Regions from separate parts of the Anas platyrhynchos genome. Here region 1 is linked to region 2. Evidence: chromatin contacts called from public Hi-C data. All regions are on one chromosome and are shown on one strand. The core of a region is the stretch at or near the end of the contact, and the rest is flanking DNA. Distances in the headings are between cores, read along the strand shown.

The links. A called contact is a pair of places that touch in the nucleus more often than the background predicts.
Region 1: a Hi-C map of subcutaneous adipose tissue shows a contact between it and region 2, with 2.4 times the contacts expected there. The contact joins the promoter of NFIL3 here to the enhancer-like site in region 2. A contact is called at or near these places in 3 of 8 Hi-C or Micro-C datasets (liver, skeletal muscle and subcutaneous adipose tissue).

Annotation. Positions count from the first base shown.
Region 1 is chrZ:48,981,233-48,987,547 of IASCAAS_PekinDuck_T2T, reverse strand. It overlaps NFIL3 (nuclear factor, interleukin 3 regulated), which reads left to right and starts at 1,444. Exons shown (of 2, transcript XM_027446249.3): 1 at 1,444-1,639. LOC119714419 (a long non-coding RNA gene) reads right to left here and starts at 1,289. Exons shown (of 2, transcript XR_005261626.2): 1 at 1,164-1,289; 2 at 508-920.
Region 2 is chrZ:48,821,021-48,827,672 of IASCAAS_PekinDuck_T2T, reverse strand. No RefSeq gene overlaps it. Among named protein-coding and RNA genes, the nearest start is that of AUH, 120 kb to the left of the region's middle. Within about 2 kb of position 2,357, at least 3 of the 8 cell types and tissues checked have an H3K27ac peak or open chromatin away from gene starts, as enhancers often do. A contact at or near this core is called in subcutaneous adipose tissue, where this site is marked.

The DNA.
Region 1 (6,315 bases), core at 195-2,694, 160 kb before region 2:
TCAAATGTATGAGAAGACTGGTGAATATGGTGTAGTCTGATTGCATTGTTATATAGCAAAGCTCCTACAGCTATAAAGAATGTAAAGCAGGGAAGCCAAGGGTTATGGCACAAGTTGCAGTATTTCAGTGAATTCCAGGGTGTATTTTATACGTACATATGTGTATATATATATATATTTCAATTAACTCCAGAGTGTATTTTATATATATATATAGTATACATATATAAATAAAGCCATCAAAACATGTTTAACATATCATGATCTTAAAAAGCATTTCATTTTTATTTCACTCCAAACTACATGTAATTTGGATTATTCTGTCCTGAATGTGAACGGTAACAAGGGTGAGGAATTAGAGCCTTTTCTCTTTGAAAGCACTGGGATTTTGCTGTTGAATTCTGCTGGCTTTGAATTCTGGGCTGGGTCAGACGCAGACCTTGCGTTACTGAAAACCCAAGAAGCACGAACACAAGAGAGTATAAAGAAGCCAGAGGATGTTAGAGATGATAGAAGGCACTGTCTGCGATATTTTTATTAATTGCTTTGTAAATGCCCCTTTGCTAGACCCTTCCCGTAGCAGTGTTACAACACGTAGGCTCAGCACCGCTCATTAAGTGAAAATCAGAGACGGTGTTAAGAGGGCTGCCGTTGTGTACTGATACATACAGACGAATCCATCAGGGGTTGGAGTGCATATATTGCTGTCCAGAAGCCAGGATAAATCCCGGCACGCTGAAGGCAGCTAGGAGTGTAGCTCAAGACCTGCGTGCCCTACTTCATCCCTCCAGGAGACGGGCCAGCGGAGGTGGGCACTCACAGAACCGTTCTCTTCTCGGAGTTTTTCCTCAAGTCCGCGGACTCCCTTTGTGCAGACAGCTGGCAGCGGCTCTCAACCGTGGGATTTATTTTTCCTGTACCTCAGGAGAGCAGGAAAGAAACCGCGCTGAACGCGTCCCTTCAGCCGCACCAGCGCTCTGCCCCCTGCCTCGCCGTACCCCCGGCTGTGCCCACCGAGGGTCACCACTTAAACACCGCCTCCAGCTTCGGCCGGGCTCCGCCACCAGGTACCGGGGGCGCCGAGCCCCTCACACCCGAGCCCCCCCTCCCCTCCTTCACCACACGGCGGCGCCGCCCATGCCGCGGGCCGAGCCCCCCCTTACCCCCCCCGCCGGGCCGTTACGTAACCGCCGTCGCCCCCCGCGCGCGCCGCCGCCGCCACCGCCGCCGCCCCCCGTCCCGGCGGCGGTTATGCAATGCGCAGCACACAGCCCTACTGTAAGCGCGCCCCGCCCCGCCCCGCCCCGCCCCCTGCCCGGCCCCCCATTGGCCGCCCCCCGGCGGCTGGCGGCGCCGATTGGCCGCGGCGCGGCCGCCAGTCACGGCGCGGCGCGGCTGGCATGCGGGCTGCGCGCCCCGCGCGGCGCAGCGCTGACCTACTAACACACATCCCTCCGCGCCGCCGCCGCCGCCGCACGCTCGCGGGCGGGCGGGCGGGCTGAGCGGGGCGACGACGCTGCTGCTGCTGCTGCCGGTACTGGTGGTGCTGGTGCTGCTGGTGCTGCCCGCACGGCACCGCACGGAGAGGAGAGGAGCGGAGCGGAGCGGCCGCCCCGCACCGCCTCGCCCTGCACGCAAGGTAGGGAGGCGCGGCGGGCGCGTCCGAGCCGTGCTGTGCCGTGCCGAGCCGCGCCGCGAGGTACCGCGCTGTGCGGCGGCTGCCGGCCGTTACATAACCCGCAGCGCTTGCGGGGCGCGGGGTGCGGGGTGCGGGGCGCTGCCCTGCCCTGCCCTGCCCTGCCCTGCCCTGCCCTGCCCGTCCTGCCGGGGCGGGCACCCCCCGGAGGCTGCCCCGCAGCACGGCGGGGAGCGGGCGGCGCCGCGGGGTGCTGCCGGTGCGCGCTGTGCCTTTTTTTATTATTATTAATATTTTTGATTTTTTCGCGTTTTGCTTTTTTTTTTTTTTTTGGATGTGTGTGTGTGTGTGTGTGTGTGTGTTTTCGGGCGCTGCGGGGCCGGGTTCCTGGAAATGCGGCGTTATGTAACCGCGGGGATCGCCCGCAGCCGGCCCGGGGAGCGGCAGCGGCAGCGGGGCGGCAGCGCCGGGCCACAAAGAGCAGCGGGACGGGTCTGGCGCCCCGGGAAAATAAATGGAAAAAAATTAAAAAATTATATATATATATATATAAAAAGGAAAAAAACAGAAAAAGGGGAATTAAAAAAATATATATACATATATGTGTGTCTATATGTATGTATATGGGGGGTGTAGCAGCGGGGACGCGGCGCCGTGCCCGGCTCTGTCACACCGCGGGACGAGCCGTGCCCGGCGGGGCGGCCCCGTGCTCACACTCACACTCACACACACTCACTCACACTCACGCTGCCCCCGCTCCTTGCACGCGGGCGTGCCCTGCGGCTGTCCCCGCACACCCAGCCCGGCACAGCCGCGGGGCTCCCTTTTTGTTTTTTTTGGGGGGGGACCCCCGCGGCTGGGGCCGGCCCCGTTACCGGGGGCTGTGGGCGCCGTGCGTGCGGCGCAGCTGCGGGGCGCTGTGACAGGCGCCGGGGCCCGGCCGCTGCCCCCCGGCCCCCGCCCCGGGTCCGCCAGGCGGCGGCGGGCGAGGGCTGGGGGCGCTGCCGCAGCCCTTTGTTCGGGGCCGGGGCCGCGCCGAGGGAGCGGGCGGACGCCATGCGCCGCCGCCGGGCACGGAGGGGCCGAGCCGGGCCGGGCCGGGCCTGCGGAGGGGGGGGGGGAGCGGCAGACAAAGGGGGTCCGGCCGCGCCCCGCCGGCACCGCCACCGGCACCGCCACCGGGACCGGCACCGGCACCGCCCGGCCCCGCGGAGCGGCCCGGGGTGGGCCCCGCCGCCCGGGTGGGCGACGCCGAAATCGGCGTCTTTGTCACCAAAAAAAAAAAAAAAAAAAGCCGCCGAGGTGGCCGTAGGGGTGGCGGCGGCGGCAGAAAATGCCCCAGATGGGCAAAACTTTCCGGCGGGGCGGCCCCCCGGGGTGGGTGGGGGGGGGTCAAGTGCGGCGGCGCCCCGGTGTCCAGGGTCTGGGGGTTGCTGCCGTGTCAGAAGCGAGCCAGCCTGATTTCTCTTAGTTAATTAATTTATTAATTTATTTTCTCGTCCTTGTAACTTCAGCGGTTGCTCGCAGTTTCATTGTGCTCACTCCTGTGTACGTAACCCACTTTGAGTCATCCTTGCCCTCCTCGGTCATTAATTCAACCCAGGGGCTAGTTTAAAAAAAAAAAAAAAGAAAAAAAGAAAAAAATTGCATTGCTTCTGTGGTCCCCTGCTCCACCAAAATGCTGGCTTTTATCGGAAATGTGAATGAATAAGGATTCGGGTGTTGACCTAGAGACCTAATTCAAACCAGCGAGTTCAAGGATTATTGAATAAAGATCCCTAACATCACTGGCACTGGCAGATACCGCTTTAAAAGTTCTCACATTACAAATGTCTTTATTTGACTGTTGAAGTGCTAACCCTCTTTAGAACGATCTGCCTTTACTTTCCATTTTTATTTACTTTCTATTTTTATCTCGTCTTATTCTCTAAAGGGCTCTTAACTAGCTTTTATAATATCCAGCTTCCTGGATTTGACTTCAAAGCTTCAAGTTTCTGCTGTTGTGTTGTTTTTTTTTTTTTCCTCTCGTTTGTATTTTTTTTTTTAAGGAACTAATCTGAAAGGTGTCAAAAAGCTTAGAGTCTTCCCATGAGCAATATGAACTTATGTGACCTCCTCACATCTAATCTTATCCTAAGAAGGAACAGTATTTACCACGCTTTAGCTGAAATTTGTTGAACGTACATTCTTTCTGTTGCGAGTAAAGCAATGCACAGTCTACAAAAGGTATCAGCACCACGCTGCGTTTTTCAGTCCTTTATCTTGAAATAAAACTCATAAATAAAATAAACCTTTAGCTCATTTTAAATTGACTTATTTTAGTAGATAGTTATGCAAACTATGTTTATGCAATATTTTTTTTTTTCCAGACAGCAATCTTGCTGCTGTTATAACATCACTATGATGCAATAACATGAACAATAAAATCCTCTGTTTGAGTCTTATTGCACACTGTTAAGCAATGTATCTGACTCATCAGCTTAATTGACTCTTCTAGGTGACCTTGCTATGATCATTACAGCCAGTTATGAGATATAAATGTGCTTAGGATATGTAATAGAAAAAAAATGCAAATAGATGGCCAATTGCTGCAGACCGTTCTAAGACAAAATGTCAGATGATTTCTGCTACGGTATTTTACAGTGCTTGAAAAAAACTGTGTTGTTTTTTTTTTTTTTAAACAGGTGATGTAACTGTCTAATACCAATGACAAGCATGACTGTCAAAAATAGGATTGCATAAGCAAGGGCATACTTGGGCTTGATTCAAAATGTGGTAAAAGCAATGTTCTTGAAAACTTGTTGTATTAAGAGGTAGACCTGAAGTGAATTATTATTGCCCTCCTTAGACATCCTGTGTTTTTTCTTTTTTATTTTTTCTTTTCCTCATTCAACTGTTGAACTGAAATCTCATACTATGAGATTGAATCTGGCAACAGATAATACAGAAATCTGTTTTCTGCCAGATAAAAAGCTGTATTAAAAAAGTGTTTTCCTTTTTTGAGTTGTTCCATCTTAGTGTAATTATGAGTTCTGTCCTGAAGCATTAGAATAATTAAGCAGTTTTTTTATTATTATTATTATTTTTTAATTTTTTGCCACAGAGGTGTCTTCACAGCAGTATAGGTGCCAGGTGCTGCAAGACCTCCTCTTGTGAGTGGAACATCGCAGCAAAGATAATAGGAATTAGCACAGGTGGTGGTGGTCTTCCTATCTGGACCATCTTGCATGAGTGGGGCTCTGAAGTCGGCTGTTTCTGTGTTCCATTGGCAGTGCGTGGTAGACGCCAACATTTTACAAACATCGTTTATTTCGCATCTTTATACTTCAGTTACATAACAAATGCATGCTCAGGGCACCCGCTGGGATTAATTGACATAATTCTCCTGCCTTTAAATAGCACTATATAAATTTAGGTCAGCCAAAGGTCTGGTCCATGGTTGGCATTTTAAGAATACTGTTCAATAGGAGAGAGCCATTTGTTGTCAGAATAATTAACACTTGATTTTGTATTTTTTAATGGTCCTTAATTAGAACACAGATCTTATTCCCAGAACGTTGTTACTACTAAGTGATTGCTTTGTGCACTCTAGTTTTTCCTACTGTCAAATAGCTGTTGAGATGAGGAGAAGCATACTGTTACACTATTGTTGCTTCAGTTCCTGTTGTTTCTATTGGGATTTTAGTAAAATACTGCAGAGTGAAGTGATATTTAAATAAAACGTCATGATTTATATACACACATATGTACCATGTGTTGTATAAGTGTAATTAAATATTTACACAAGTAATATATACATTTCCTTTTCTTTTCAGCTTCAAAGTTTCTCATGGCTCTTTGAGTAACCTTCTAAGATTTTTGTTCCCACCAATCTATTCCCACTTATACCAGAGCAGCAAGCAGCCGGTTTAGGACAGGTTGAGCAGATCTGGTAGAAGCATGCTGTATGTCCTCCTAAGGAAATGGGAGAAAATATGGGTCATATTTGCTCCTATTAATCTTGACTGACCTTTTTGAGCAACAGCTACCTTTAATACATGTTTAGTTCCCTCCAAATAATAATTTTATTTGCATAATTTGTGTAATTTACCTTTGGGAAGCAAGCTATACATTAATGAATTAATTTGTAGTTATTAAGATAAACAGTAACTTAACTAATTTTCCTAACAACAAAAGCCTTTCATAAAAATTACATCTGACATCAGCTTTCTGGGTACAGCTTGGAAGTGGGTAATAGGAAAATGTAATACTGTTGTGAGTGCTGTGATGAGCTTTAGTCTTCTCTTTTTTTTTTTTTTTTTTGGCAGGGGGGAGAGGGATTAAAGGAGGGGAGGTTTGAAAGTGTCATAATAAATGAACGATACGTGATATTTCTATGGAATACATTGTTTAGCCATCTCCCATTACTTTCTTTCAATAAGAGAAACATTTTAGCGAAAATGGGTCATCTTGTACAAAGCTATCATCATCAGTGCTCCACTGACCTAATTACATGCTGATCCTGGAACTGTAAGCACTTAAGATGCCCGTGAAGTTGTAAGAAAAGGGAACTCTGTGCAGGAGCAATAGTTCCGTGTTGCTCCTTGCTGTTGTAATGGATTCATGCTCTGTACGAGTGTAACTATATAATAGTAATTGGCGGTAACGTTCATATCGTAAATCCGGAAAGAGGAAAACCT
Region 2 (6,652 bases), core at 1,108-3,607:
TGTCATCAGTTAGGTGAAAGGAAACCCAAGCAAGTCAGGGAGGAGGTGGTACAGGAGCAGCCATGTCATAGCTACACTACCAGAAAGGTTGCTTGTGCTAAAGCAGTTGTACGAAGCTGGTTATTCCAGCTTTGCAACCTGATTCTGCCAACAGTGAAGCACAAAGTAACTGTGTTTAGGGCAAAATTTTGATCACTTGGTGTGTGTATATATATACATAATATATAAAGTGCATGTCCGTATGTCCACTCTGCTTCCAGCACATAGTTTTATGGTTGTTCATGGAAGCTTCTGAGGCATTGTTCCCATTGTTAAAATAGCTCATTAAAACCACGTCTCCACAGGTATGTGTGTTTTGAGTTACAAAAACATTTTGTACTATACATGCTTTTATAGTTCATATAATTACAGCATATTTATCTGAAGTATTTCGCAAGTATACATTTGTGTAATACTGGTAGGAGATTAAGTAATAGCTGCTTACTAGCACTATTGCACAAGAACATCAAATGTTATTGTGATGTACTGAGATTTGAGGTACCAGGCATGCTTTTGGCTGCTTTGTTCCTGTGACCTTTGTGCTCTTTTGGATAATACTGCAGTCCTGTAACGACGGAGCATGTTTTCCTTTACACAAATGCCAGTAACCACTTGAACAGGGCACTTGATTCCAGTTTTGATGGGCGGTGCCTATAATGGACAACGGTAGTGTATGCAAGCCAAGTTGGCAATCTTTGTGCTTTGCAGTGCCAAAAACTTCAAAGCTTCTTCCTTTTAGAACTCTAAAGCAATACAAGTTTGTGTTTCTTCATATCGTCAAACTTAATTATTGGCAATAAGCAACTGCTGGCAAGAGCAGCACATCACATGGCTCCGTTTCTGCTTTAGAAAAGGTCAGCATATGGCATAAACACTTTGCTGTATTATACAGCCTTGTACTCTGATCACATAACACATGCTTCAGAAAGCATTATGCAATGTTATACTCACTGATTAATGGCTGGTTGCACAAGAAGTTTTTCATTACCCTGAATGCTAGCATCCTGGGAATGATTAACTTTGTGACATAACTCTCATCACATAAATATGGAAGATTCAAATATAGCCTCAAAATAACGTGTTTCAGAAATAACTGAACACTTTCCTGCTTAGCACTGTGTACAGTACATGATTAACAACTGCTTTAAACCTTCAGAGTTGAACAGAAAAGCCTATTTGGGAGAACTGCACACAAGATTTATTTTTAGGGTTTAAAGTTTTACCCAAGATGAATTTTTGCACACAGCAGCATCTCATTCGCAATGTTTTTCCTCTGCTTGTGTAAGTTTGAGTTTCCTGAGAAATATCCGTGCCAACAATTTAAAGTGTTCAGCCAGTGAGTTAAACAGAGCAAGTTAAATCTAGCCCTTATTTAGATCAGCGACTGCATGAGTGTAAATGACTCAGTCCAGTGTGTTCAGTATTATAGTGCATACAGTCATGTGCTTAAATGAGCTTGGTTATAGCAGAGTAAATTCACAATAGTTGCTGTGATATTTCTCCTGCCAAAATAACAAAACAAAATGCTGTCCTGAATGAATCAGCTCTCAAACCTACAGTCTGAACATTACTACACGTTCCCATTTAACATTTTCATTTTCTGTTGATCAGTCATTCCATGTTCAAATTTTGCAGATTCTTATCTGCAAAAACGTCATCATGTTCAAAAACATGATGACAGAGCATTGTGGATGTTACGATCTTAAGGATGTGGAAGAGAGGAAAAACCTGTAAAAATAAATGTTCCTCACCATATTCCTCCACTTACAAAGGTGTACCCTTGTTTTTGAAATAATTTTGAAATAATTGCTACTGGTTATCTATGATTCAATGGCTTTGTTAAGGAGAAAGTTGTTTGCCTGTTTGGAAATTCAAGATCAGTTTTCACAAGGAAATAACTATATTAAACTTCCGCTTACTAATTTGCATTTAAATGTCAGACTAAAAAAATACATCTGCTTTTTATGATTCTCTCTTCTGTAAGTAATCCTTCTCACAAATAGTCACACTAAATAAAACTACTTAAAGTCCTTATAATAGGCAAGATGGTTTAAGATGTCGCTATATTACTTCATGTGTTCCACTTCTTCCAAAATAATCTTGACTGAGAACAAACAGAGAAGGTAAACATTGACCTTCTCTATGTTCTCTTTAATTTTTGCTTTTTCCTGCATTCCAACTCCTACAAGCAGTAGCAAAGGCTAAAGGAAACAGCCTCTGACTAAGCATTAGCTACCACCGTGCCCTCATTATAGCTGAGGGCTCTTATTCTCGCTTAGCCTACGTGCAGAGCCAGCTAGTCTTTCAGCTGTGATGACGAAATGCCATGCATTTCTTCCTGGAATAGTACGCAGATAAGAGGCCACTTGTTATGCTGAGGTTTCAGATGAACTGCGCTAAGGGTTTCAAAACAGTCTGTCACAATTATATCAGGTTTCTTTAGCAACCAATTCATTTCAGACACTTTTAAGATAAAAAGGGAAGAGATGTTAGTTTATTTTCCCTTGTGGTTTCACTGTTTAAACCTTTACAGGATATGACTGGATAGTTTATACATGGACTGAATTTATTAATTTTAAATAAAGCTGGCAGATCAAAATGGATCTGTTCCTGTCTTGAAATTCACATTACTTATAGTCCCCTGCGCGTACCTATTCCTTTAGAGAAGAAACAAAAATCTTGTGGCTATGATATTCTGCTACAAAAGTCCTGCTGTGCAAACTGGGTTTCTGAATACCTTGAGCTTATTCTGGGTCCACTAAAAGCTGAGAGCATTCAGGATTGTGCAGGACAAACGTCAGTGCTTTGATCGTGGGGCTTAATTCAGGTGCTAGGAGATGTGCACACAGTGTGAGACCAGTTGACCTATACGTAGCCAACTGCCCTATGTATAGCTTAGCAGAAGAAGACCTGTCTGTGAGATCATTTAGCAGATCTGGGGCCTGTTTAGGTGGTTCCATTCACTAAGGTAAGCAACTGTAGTAGGTTCAACCAGAAATGAAATCACAAAAGTGTCCAATCTGTAAAAGAAAGAGGAGTCTTTGAAGTGTTTGTTTCAAAACAAGATATGTCCTTAATAATAGCAACAATCTTAACATTATTTTGAAGAAAGGATTATGTTGCATGGAATAACCAATGGATCATGTACAGGTTACATAGCTCTTTTTGCTTATCCTTAGACACTAATTGCACATTTAGAATCTGTGATATGCCCCATTTCCGTTCATTCATTAAGGATGACATTAAGTCAGTTGCAGCTTGCTTTTCTATTGGATCTGAGAGCCACTTTAGATATATGAATAAATTGCAGTTTAGGTAAGTATTTAATATGAAAAGAAAAAAGGAAAAAAAAAAAAAAATAAAAGAGAAAAAAAGGGGGGTGGGGTGGGGGCATTTCTCTTTGATCACTTTCCTTGCAGTTCTTTGCTTTTATTAGTATCTCATTAACTGGGAACTAAAAACTAAATTCAATTTCCTTTTAAGACAACAAAATTTTCTTTTCCATTTACATAATGGAATTTGGATCAGGTCTTAAGTCTGTAACATTATTCCTGTAATGCATTCCAAATAAATGTGTAATTTGCAGTGAGATCACTGGGAGTCTTGGCTATTCACAGTCCCTTTTTTTTTTTTTCTTTAATCATTCTTGAGTGAAGAACGACCCTTTTGAAAAAGTCTAGAGAACACTAGGTTTCTTAAAACTACCATTTCCCTTTTCTTTTTTTTTTCTCCTTTCCTATGCTAGTTATTGACTGCTGAGAAAAAAAAAAAAAAATCTCTCATTAATAAATTATTTCATAACTGTATACTTTTCGTATATTACTATGAAGATGTCCTGTCCTTGCAAAACAAGATAAAACAAAAAGCCTGTGCTTCTCCATGATTTTTCTGTTCTCTTTTTTTTTTTTTTTTTCAAAATGTGGAAGTTAACCAAAACACTGCCATTGTGGTGGTCTCTTGCAAGTCTTTTAAAAGTAAGACAGAGTTAGTTGTCATGAGAGTTGTGATCCACCAAGTACAAGTACGAATTACGGGCATCTCCTTTTTTGGATTGTTGTTGTTTTAAGCTTAGAATTTAATTAAATACCACAATGACAAATACATTAGAAATGTTACTTGTTAAATACTGCTACTTCCAAAATTGCTTTGTTTTGTTAAATCAATTGTTTGTAAACCATTTTACGTGTTGTTTGAAGCATCTTGCAGCGGCTTTACTTGTTTTCTATCTTTAGAAGAATTGATCTAGATGTCTGAAAACAGATTGATTTTTCCTGGAGTACTATGGGCGTAAAAAAAAAAAAAAAAAAAAAAAAAGCAGTGCCATTCTCTCAGACTATACTAAAAAGTTAGCTCCTGTTCTGTGGTTTAAAACCTTGAAAGGTTTTAAACTGAAATTATTACGAAATCAAAGTCCGTCATCTCACTGAAATCACAGAACCAACAAACAAGGCCCCAGTGCCAGAGCTAGTGAAACTGGTTTTCTTTGCCATTTAGCCTTTCTCACCTTTTGCCTGTCCCTTAGCAGTTGTCCCTGCTCATGCAGATCAGGACACCGCTGGCTGAGGAGGGCCGGGTGAGCGTGCTGCATAGCTACAGGTGTGCTGGCTGCGGATGAAGCCTCCAGACAGAAAGTGAAATGACCAAGTTAGGCAAGTTCTTGTTTAGGAGGGAGATGGGAAGGGGGATACTAGTTTGAGCCTTTATTTTCCATTGAATCACCTTTAGAAAATAGTAGGTCATTCTCCTCTTCTGAGTACGATTTATATTGTATAGGGCTTCAAAGGGTAAAAGAGTGAGGACTGATGTTGTCGCAATATAACTTTGTTTCCTAAGGCTAACAATACATGGGTGGAGTATAGGGTATATCAGCTCTGCTGAGATCTAAGAAACTGTAGTCATATGCTTCCTCCAGTAAGCAAGCTTCCAGGTCTGGGGCCATCTTGAGCTGACATAATGATTCATTGTTCCCAGTATCCAAACTACCTGGATGCACACGCACTCAGATTTCTTTGCATGCATTTGCAATTATATACTGCAAATCCTAATAGCAGTATAGTATAATAGGCATTTAAAAAAAATAAATAAATCAGTCCCTACAAATGAGAATTCTTCATTGTCTTTACTAAATCCAAATTAAATCAAGAGGAGGCAGGGGGACAGGCAGGAGCGAGGGAGAGAGTCTGCATTTTGCCCCAAATATCAGCAGCTTTAGGCTATTTTAACTCATAAAAACAATTACAATAGCACTTACCAGTTAGTCATTTGTGACTGAAATGTAAACAGTTTATGCTGGTGAATTAGTAACTGATAAATAGGTATTTTGAACATTCACAGGTATGTTAAGACCCTGCAGAACTGTTTATGAAATAAATAGTAATGTCAAGAAATGCATCATTGTTACTTTCAGTCTTGCCATGGAGAATGTAAGAGTTGAGGGTGGTTTTTTTATGCTTATTATCTATTCTTCAGAGAATTATTTCATTGCTAGAAGCAGATGGTGATTTTTAAACCCACTGCTATTTTGGTGTACTTAAAAAAAAAAAAAAAAAAAAAGGGTCCTAAAAATAGACCCAAGTTACCATATCCAGCAAAAATATGTTGTCAGCTCTTTACTCTGCTGGGCTGAAAACAAATCTGTCAGCAATTTCTTTGGGTTAAAGTATCTGAACACTTGTGTGGGTTTTTTTTTACTGTCTTTTTTTTTTTTTTTTTTTTTTTTTTTTTAAAGAAAGCATTTTAAGTGGTTTTGTAACAGAGTCCATTTAAACCTTTAAGTATCAACAAATTACCATCTGTTGTTATAAAGGCACTTTATCAAATTGATGAGACCTGCACTCCGGTTAATGTTGTGGAGCAACTGCATGAATTAGACTTTAAAGTCTGAATGACTCTGAAATCAACATCTTCAGCTCTGCTGGAACAGACATTAAAAAACACCCCATTTTGTGTAATTATGAAAACGAAAATGAGAGTGAGAGTTATTCATGTGGAAAAAAAAGCACTTGTAATGCATCTTAGTCAAATAGGGTTCTTATGTTTGCTTTAAAGTAATTTCTTGGATTAAAAGTGTGGTTTGACAGAGTTACTGGATGAGAAAGGAAAAAGTCTTTTGGATTCCCTATGCACCTACAGGTGATTTACATATTTTCAGAAGTGCTGCAGTGTTAGCTCATTATGGCATAGCTGTTGGCATAAGGACTAAATTTAAGGGTTCAGGTAAAAGAAGATGGTACCTTTTGTCTCTGTAAGAGGTAGACATCACCTAGAATGATAGATACAGAAAGATTAACCAAGAAATATTTATCTGTGGATCATTTCTGAAGTAGGTATTTCATTATAATGAACTCTCTGCAAAATATATATCTGAGGTACAGCTGAGGTACAGCTTCTTAGGGTCAAATCCTGTGAAGTACTAGGAATCCTCATTGCTCAAAGGAGTTTGAGCTCAATAATTGCCAAAATCAAGACTTCAGTTTATCAATTTGGTGAAGTGAATACTTGTTTCCAGAGGTGTCCAGATAGATTTAGGTGGGCTGAATCCTGCCTGCTGGCATTATCAGTCCTTCTCCATTGCCTATAGATGGAAGTTAGGGTCCTCAATTTGGTTTGAATT